Linked DNA regions of Danio rerio: region 1 is linked to region 2. A link is a contact called in public HiChIP or PLAC-seq data. All regions are on one chromosome and are shown on one strand. Each heading gives the region's core, a stretch centred on a gene start, on an enhancer-like site or on the middle of the called end of the contact. The rest is flanking DNA. Distances are from core to core; before and after follow the strand shown. Region 1 holds the start of kcns3b (potassium voltage-gated channel, delayed-rectifier, subfamily S, member 3b). Region 2 holds the start of si:ch211-22i13.2.

Region 1 (4,762 bases), core at 590-3,089, 100 kb after region 2:
AAGTTGGACTTGAGGCTGATAAAAGATCATGAGATGCATCATTTGATTTCAACAGTTAGTTCTGCTAAACCAAGATTAGCATCTGATTAGTTCTGCTAAACACAAGCTAGCTTATGTGAAATGCATAAAAAAATTTAAGTACGTTTACAACCAAAAATGAGCATGAACCCTACTAATAAAGGGTTTGTCTAAAATTATATTAGATTTATAGGGCAATATACAGAAACTTTTGCTTAACATTAGCTGTATTAAAAAGAGCAGCTATCACTTTCTAAAAAAATTTTGTTAGTCATAATTGGCACAATAACATGTTATGAAACATTCATATCTCACTGAGTGAAAATGTGACACAATGGACAAGAACGCGTCAAGGTGGAAGTTGGACATTTTAAAGTTCCATACCTCTGACTGGTTGGAACGCAGCATAAACGCCAACCATAAAGCTGTCATTGGTCAAATTTAAAGGGATAGTTCACCCAAAAATGAAAATTTATTCACACTTATGTAATTCCAAACCTTTATGAGTTCCTTTATTCTGGTGAACACAAAATAAATAATTTAAATAAAAATGAAAATTAATAATCACAGGCATACATAATACGAAAAACAAATACAACGGAAATCAATGTTCATGGGTTTCCAGCTTTCTCCAAAATATCTTTTTATGTTCAACAGAATAAAGAATCTTATAAAGGTTTGGAACAAGGCACAGTAAATGGTAAACAATTTTTTTTAGATTTGGGTAAAATATCCCTTTAATGCACACGAACCACACAAGCACTGTAACATCCAAAAAATAGCAAAAGTTGATGCAAATAAAGAGTTTCTTTGCCTCCATGAAGTTGGTATCACACAGAATCTCACGTGATGCCATGGTGTAACTGCAGGACTTGGACACTTCATGGACTTTCTCAGACAGCGTAGAGAGTTTGTACAGTTTAAACTTCATAGCTACTTTAATTTCCTTGTCACCCTTCAGAAAAAACATAAAAGGGTTGGGTAAGTGTAATTAGAGATTAAAACAAAAGTATTTTCTTCTTAAATACTTTCTTTTTTTTTCATATTTACATATAAACCATAGCTTCAAAACTAGACTTTGGTAAATGCTTAAAATTAAAAATTTTAAGCATTTAGTTAGACACAACCTGTTTCTCTGCAAAACAGCTCTGTAGGGAAGCTGACACTATCATATTGCCCCAGGGATCAGATTTCTGTGTGTATCCACACTGAGCCGCCAGGAAAGGTGTGAGAAGGACTGTCTGGGTGTTATCTGAAACAACCAGAGCAGGTCTGAATTGAGTGCTGGGTGTATTAAACTCACTGGCACGCAGGCAAAAGGTCAATCAACTTACTGACTGCATAAACCTCAAGAAGACTCAAAGAACCAGGGAGGGTAAACTGCACCCGGTTTCCAAGACATTCAGCTTGAATTTCTGCAATCAAAGAAATGCATCCATTAAGTTTATTACACACACTTGACTCAAGCTATTTTACACCGATAGTAAGGCTTACCTTCAAAGGTATCCGCAAACGTACTTATTAGTGTGGTCATAAGCCATAAAGCTCTACAAACATGAAAAAAATAATAATCAAAACACCTCGTGGTCCAAACCTTAATATTTAAACATCCCCACACATACCCTGTTTCAAAGCACCTCATTCTTGGATTCTTTTAAAGTGTATATAAACCGTCAAAGTTATGTTTTCTACACAAACGCGAGAGGGATGAGAGAGGTAATTAGTGCGCACGCGCGTTCCGTCTGATTGCGCGAAATTGCAAACAGGTGAGCAGGTCCAACAGCTCCGTCCAACTAGGTGTGGAGTTTTGAGGGTTAACTCAAACCGATCATGTATTATTGATGAAGTGAACGTTTCTTTTGTGTTTGTTAAAACAGACGTGCTGAAAGAAGCGAAAGAGCTGAGGACTCGTGGGTATGTGATCTTTTGGTTTTATTTGCACAAGTTGTCTCACTTTTTGACAGTTCTGTTTGATCGTTTATTCTAGTTATTATGTGTAAGAAGATAATGCGGATATTTTTGTAAATATAAATTTTTATTAAGACTGCTTCTCAATAACATGCTTTGACTCGTATCACACATATAAAATGTTAACATAGCCTATATTTAAAATATTTAAAATTTTGCATTTACGTATTTTTAACTTGGATTTACAAATATGTAGCTATATATGTTGAAATGTATTAGAATTTATATATTTGCTAAAAATGTGTGTGTGTGTGTTTGTGTGTGTGTGTGTGTGTGTGTGTGTGTGTGTGTGTGTGTGTGTGTGTGTGTGTGTGTGTGTGTGTGTGTGTGTTTTATTTTGTATATGTATGAATATTTAATTCCAACCCTCGAATAAAAATGTAAAGTGCCATTTGGCAGTATCTTGAAATATACAGTATGTTACTTAGACATATCACATATAGATGTAGTTTGCATGTTATTCTATAGTGCTCAGCATACTTGAGTACACCCCATTTTGAAGATGAATATTTTTATCCATTTCTCAGTAAACATATGCAATGTATTTTAGTACATTTAAACAAAACAGATTTATTAAACAGATGTATTTATTAAAATAATATTTTAGTCACCAAACATATTTAGAAATTAAAAGATTCAAGTGAAATATTGCAAAAATAAATTACAATCTACAAAATTTTAACTAAATTTTTCTTTTTTCTTTTTTTATTTTTGCTTCTCTTGGTTTTTTTCCTCTTTTTAAAATGTGTATTTAATATTTTTCTCTGGCATATAAATGTGGGTGTACTAGTTTTTGGATCGTTTAGTTATTTTGTTAGATAAGATCCAGATTTGGCTTCAGTACTGACTAATTTAATGTAATTATAATATTGTATAGCTTCCTATTAAAAAATTTGAATTTTAATATATCGATTTGTGAGGGAATAATGCTGAGCACTGTATATAAGAGTAATTTCAGTTTCATCTATAAGGCAAATTAGAGTTATTATTTTTTTTAGCAAATTATAACATAAACACCGTGGTTTGATATTTCTACTAGATAATATTTTTGCTAGTTAAACCCTTGAATGGACATAAGCATAAATTATTTATTCCGTCATTCATTTTCTTTTCGACTTAGTCGCTTCATTAATCCAGGGTCGCCACTGCAGAATGCACCGCCAACTTATCTAGCACATGTTTTATGCAGCAAATGTCCTTCTAGCTGCAAGTCATCCCTAGGGAACATCCATACACACTCATTCACACTCAAACACTATAGACAATTTAGCCTATCCGATTTACCTATACCGGAGCACCCGGAGGAAACCCACGCGAATGCAGAGGGAACATGCAAACTCCACACAGAGACGCCAGCTGACCCAGCTGAGGCTCGAACCAGCGACCTTTTTGCTGTGAGGTGACAGTACTACCAACTGCGCCACTGCGTCGACAGCATAACTTATTATATATCCTATAATGAACAGATTTCTCACATCATTGCAATTTTAAGTTGTTCTGTTATTCAAAATTTATGTAGTCCTTTGTACTTCATTTAATTATGTTTTTGTCTTTTTTTTGTTTGTAATTTGTTTACATTCTTTGCTATTTCAATAATTATTTTTGTTTTGGTTTAACAACTGAAAAGCCACAAGCAAATTATAGGTGCCTTTATTTATTTATCTTAAATAGATAGTTCACTGAAAAATAAAAAAAATAAAAATCTTCCGCCATACAGTGTACTCACCTTTTACTTGTTCAAAACAAGTTTAAGTTTGTTTTTGTTCTGTTGAGCACAAAAGAAAATATATTTAAGAATGTTGGAAACATATTAATCTCCAACTCCTATGTGAGAAAGTCTTACCTCTGATTTATATTTGGTGATGATGTCTGTGGGTTTTCCCATTGCTGGGTTGCAGCTGGAAGGGCATTCATGCGTAAAACATATGGATAAATTAGCGGTTCATTCCGCTGTGTCGACCCCAAATTAATAAATTGCTTAAGTCAAAAAAAAATGAACGAATAAATGAATGAATGCCTGTGGGTGTCACCATTCAAAATTAAGACACAGCTTTTAATTTATAATATCTTATTGATTTTCGTCAATAAGGACGCATGACAGATGCGTGGGAGACTGAAAAATAAACCGTGAAACTCTGACCATTTGGAAAAGAGTTACTCGGGCGTGACTTGTTTTAGCTCTTTTGGTCCATTTAGAAGCTTTGCCATGTGAAATTGAACCGCACCAGGAACAAAGTGCAACAATGAAACTATTTTAATCCCTGTTTCAGAACAAAAGAATCGATCCACAGGTGTGAAAGCACCCTAACTGAACAAATTGATTCACCAAGATAGTCGTATAGCTAACCTTCAGATTTCTGCTCTTTTAGTGCAAAATGCAAGAACATCCCAGGCAAGACCTCCAGATTCGATGAACACGCTCCACCATGATGTACGGCCAAATTCTCCACCATCAAGGCAGGGAGGAAGATCTTGTAAACCTGAACATTGGAGGCATCCACCACAAGGTGGAGCGTTGTGTTCTCCTCCGATTCCCCCACACTCGCGTGGCTCAACTAATCCAGTGCCACAGTGACGCCGCCATCTTGGAGCTCTGCGACGACTACAGCCCGACAGAACAGGAATACTATTTCGACAGAAGCCCGCAAGTCTTCCACTGCGTCCTGAACTTCTATCGCACTGGACACTTCCACACTCTGGAGGAACTGTGCGTGTTCTGCTTCAGCCAGGAGATCGAATACTGGGGTCTCTGTGAACTGGATCTAGACGCCTGTTG
Region 2 (4,542 bases), core at 281-2,780:
ATTATACAATCACAGGCATCAAAAAGACATGCAAATGATCAATTATGATATAAACTCAACATTGCATGTATCCTGCAATGTGACTTTTGCGAATGGTCACATTGCGATAGCGATGCTGATACCATATATTGTGCAGCCCTATAACATGTTTATTATATTCATTTTTACGTTTGTGCAACCTTTCACTTAACTTTTTAAATTTTGTGTTTATTCGTCAAGCGTTTTTGCTCAAAAAGAGCCTGATACCTTTTTGCCGTGTTTCTCTTTACTTTTCTTTGAAGATTTCCCTCGCTTTTTGCAAGAATCTGCCAGAGGAAGCACAAAACACAGACCATGCATATCAGTTTAAAGAGTTCGTTCTTTTCCAGTAAAGAAATAATTTTTACACTAGTGTTCTTAAACATCATTGTAGTACAAAATGATTTCTGTATTAACCTTACCTGAGCCACTGGAGCTGGAGATACTGTGTGATGAAGAACTGCTAGATGACGATCGTGAAGAAGAAGAGGAGGAAGAGGAAGAAGAGGAGGAGGAAGACGAAGAACTGGATGATGAGGAGGAAGATCTGCTTCTGCTTCTTGCCCGTTTGCGGTTTTCTCTACCTGTTGGTACATATATTTAAAACACTGTAGCTCTAAGAAAATCATGTCTGTGTGTTTTTGTCAGTCAAGGAATGTTACATAGTTTTTACAGTATATAGAACAATTTTTTTAGAGACAAACCTCTGCTGTTAGACCGTCTTCTGCTTTTTGTACTCGACTCACTTCTCTCCGTGGCGTTCACTTTTGCAGACTATAATAAATTTAAATAAATAAATACTATTTTGAACTATTTAATACATAAACATTGGGCTGTTTAGAAAGAATTTACGTTATCACAACATTTTATACTGAGGTAAAGTTGGTTTTATATCCACACATTCGTTCAACGAAAACTTGTGACACTTGTTTACTACGCACAGTTTACCACACAATATGCGGTCTGAAATAGCATAAGTTATATGACTTCAAATCAACAATAGCAGTATTTAATTAACTTGGAACAATTTTGTCACTGCTTGCTTTTTATAATTAGCAAAGAATGCTTTTCTGAAGTAATATTATTAAGGAGAAAGTCCGAATGTGCGAAAATAAAACTAGTTTTACCCCAATACATAAACTGATGCTCATATTGAATAGCAATTGCCATTGTAAAGACATGGTCCCGATTTAACAAGCTTAATGGTTGTAGGACATTTACACGTTATCTACAAAAAACGGTAAATAACAAAAGTTAGTCAAAGCTTATACATCTAAAGGTTTACCGACACTGGATTAAATTTGAGCAGTTCAACTCTTTAACTTACCATGTTTATGATGTGTCGTATCCTTCCGACCACTACAAAAACACAAAAATCAGCCTGATAAACTGATCTGAATATATTCCTTTCTGAAAATAAACTGCGGTGAAAATAAACGCTTGTTTTTCATTTCTATGATCGGTTCATGCGTATCAATAACATAAACACCACTGCGCGGCCATCTTATTTTACGTCACACACAAAAAGTATCCGGGTACTGTTTTACTGCGCAGGCGCGTGGCCCAGACGAGTTTATTATAAGATTTTCCTAATATATATATATATATATATATATATATATATATATATATATATATATATATATATATATATATATATATATATATATATATATATATATATATATAAATGCCTGGCGATGCTGGGCCAATCATAGCCGTATAATGCCACACAATCCCGAATGAACATTAAAGCAATATTACACGATAACAATATTCTGTGGTAAAATGTGCCACAAAATGTTTTATTGTAGTATAAAATGCCAGTTTTAACGGTCCTTTTAACGGATCTACAGGCTGCATACATATTTATGTTTGGTTTGGACCGAAATTGTCTAATGAGGCTGCAGATGGCGCCAACGATTAAACTTTAGGCTGCGGCTAATGTGGTGTCGGTCCTGCAAAAATCAGCTTCAACCCCCAATCAAAAACACGCAAACCAGTTCATCAATTTATTCAGGCTTACTTGATAATAATAGTCAGGTTTTTCAGAAAACCGATGAAAAAATTGCTTAAACAATTGCAATTGAGTAAAACAACACAAAAAGTAATTTAAGAGACCAGGAGACCATTCAAAATGTATTTGAAAGGTATGCTATTGTTTTCAGTCGCCAAGTATACATCTGTAAAAATATTGCTTTGCTGCATATATTTCTTTTATTAATTGTGTTTTCATCATAAGAAATATTGCCAAAATAAACTTAATATAGGCATAGGCTATGTTCTTTTCAGCTTAGTCCCTTTATTAATCTGGGGTCGCCACATCAGAATGAACCACCAGCTTATGTTACATGTTGTACACAGCAGATGTCCTTTCAGCCGCAACCCTTCACTGGTAACATCTATACACACTCATTTACACACACACATACATACACATGGTCAATTGCATACACAATTCATCCAATTCACCCAATTCATGTCTTTGGTTATATTGGGGAAACCAGAGTACCCGGAGGAAACCCACAGGAACATGGGGAGAACATGCAAACTCAACACAGAAATGCCATCTGACCCAGCCCAGGCTCAAACCAGCAACCCTCTTGTTGTGAGGCGAACATACCCACTTTGCCACTCATATATTATAAAAGTGGAAATTCCATTTATTAACTTCAAAAATCAAACACATTAGCCTACTTCATGGCATTTATTATAGCTCCAATATATTTTCTGTTTTTATTTTAATAAAAATAAATAAATCCTTTTTGGATTTCAGAAATAACCCACAAAAAGCAGTAACAATAAAAAAATAAAAATAAAAAAAACGGATCATTTTTACTTATATTTGAGCTCTAGTAATAATTCAAATTCATGATATTGGTATGATGGTGAAGCAGTGGCGCAGTAGGTAGTGCTGTTGCCTCATAGCAAGAAGGTCGCTGGTTCGAGCCTCTCAGTTGGCGTTTCTGTGTGGAGTTCGCATGTTCTCCCTGCGTTCAAGTGGGTTTAATAAAGGGACTAAGCAGACAAGAAAATGATATTGGAATGATTCCTGAAGGATCATGTACAGTAAAAGCTATTTGGACAATTAAATGGCTGATTCATTCACTAATATTCTTGTCGGCTTATTTCCTTTATTAATCTGGGGTCGCCACAGTGGAATGAACCGCCAACTTATCTAGCACGTTTTTACACAGCGGATGCCCTTCTTGTGAGGCAACGGCACTACCTACTGCACCACTGCGTCGCAGAAATGGCTGATTTATTAGTCATTTTTGAGCGAGATGCTAATTATCTAATCCAATTCAAAGATTTATGCTAAGTTAAGCTTAAAGTGCTTTCGCCAGACCTAGAGATCGGCTATATTAAAAAAATTATCAAATTCAACTGTTTAATTCTAGGTGTTCCTTTAAGCTCAGCAGTTATAACAGCGGAGACTCCAGTCAGCACATGTGTTTTTTACTTACCAGTTTGTTTGGGAGAGAGAGCTTAATAAACTGAACTGTGTCAGATAAGAGGGAGAATAGGTAGATCAGGGAACCAAAATAATAAAATAAATTCAGAGAGGTCCATTTTTTATATAAATGACAGTAAAAGTTTAATACATTCACAAATATTTCATATACAATAAAGTGATGAGGTTTGGGAGTGAGGCATGTAGGAACATACATTCAAAGACAAAAATTGAATCAGTAAATCAGCTTGCAATAAGTCTACAATGATTTTACAATGATAACATTTGGTAGACTTATTAAATACAAGCAGTGACTATCTGATCACGTCTGCTTATTAGTACTGTGTGCAGAATGTTCATGAAAAGCTGTAAAAGAGTTTATATGTGACCCTGGAACACAAAGCCAGTCATAAGCAGATGCATGATTTGTTTTAGGACAATATTTGACTCAGATACATGTATTTGAAAATCTCAAATCTGAGGATTCAAAACATCAAACGCATTGAGAAAACTGCTTTTGAAGTTCTCCAAATAAATTTTTTTTAACAATGCATATTTTAATCAGAAATTAAGTTTTAAAATAATACAGTTGGTAATTTACTAAATGTTCTCTTGAAACATGATCTTTACCTAATATTTGAATCATTTTTGACATAAAACAAAAATGATGAAATGTATTTTTGGCTATTCCTATATTTGGCTATTCCTATACATGCAAATCAAGATTTCGTGCTCCAGCGTCACATACTGTATGTAAAGTTCTTGTATGGCATTATACATGTACAATAATTCTGACAATAAAGCTTCAAAGATATAAAGTACAGTGACCCCAAAAAAAACACACTTTTGAACAAGTATTTGGACCCAAATCTCAGTAAAAACAAAACATGCTTGAGCCTTTCCTCAAAATAACTCCACAAATGTCTTCTAGCAAAGTATGCACTAAAAAATGTGAAAAGCAAGCATTTTTATATATTTCTTATACAGATTTTACATGTTTTATATGTTTATTTTTCTTCTTGGGGCCACTGTAGTCACCTGAGCGCATTTTATAGTTTGAGTACTGTGTG

The links. HiChIP or PLAC-seq counts read pairs in DNA pulled down with a chosen protein or histone mark.
Region 1: an H3K4me3 HiChIP or PLAC-seq map of gastrula embryo shows a contact between it and region 2, with 3 times the contacts expected there. The contact joins the promoter of kcns3b here to the promoter of si:ch211-22i13.2 in region 2. A contact is called at or near these places in 3 of 4 datasets of contacts at active chromatin or transcription factors (caudal fin, embryo and gastrula embryo).

The regions. Positions count from the first base shown.
Region 1 is chr20:15,350,859-15,355,620 of GRCz12tu, forward strand. kcns3b (potassium voltage-gated channel, delayed-rectifier, subfamily S, member 3b) reads left to right here and starts at 1,840. Exons shown (of 2, transcript NM_001037383.2): 1 at 1,840-1,932; 2 at 4,356-4,762. The coding sequence starts at 4,413. It overlaps zpax2 (zona pellucida protein AX 2), which reads right to left and starts at 1,799. Exons shown (of 21, transcript NM_001044869.3): 1 at 1,641-1,799; 2 at 1,513-1,565; 3 at 1,353-1,433; 4 at 1,146-1,270; 5 at 833-973. The coding sequence starts at 1,660.
Region 2 is chr20:15,249,548-15,254,089 of GRCz12tu, forward strand. si:ch211-22i13.2 reads right to left here and starts at 1,531. Exons shown (of 7, transcript NM_001020779.2): 1 at 1,346-1,531; 2 at 723-792; 3 at 441-602; 4 at 247-305. The coding sequence starts at 1,348.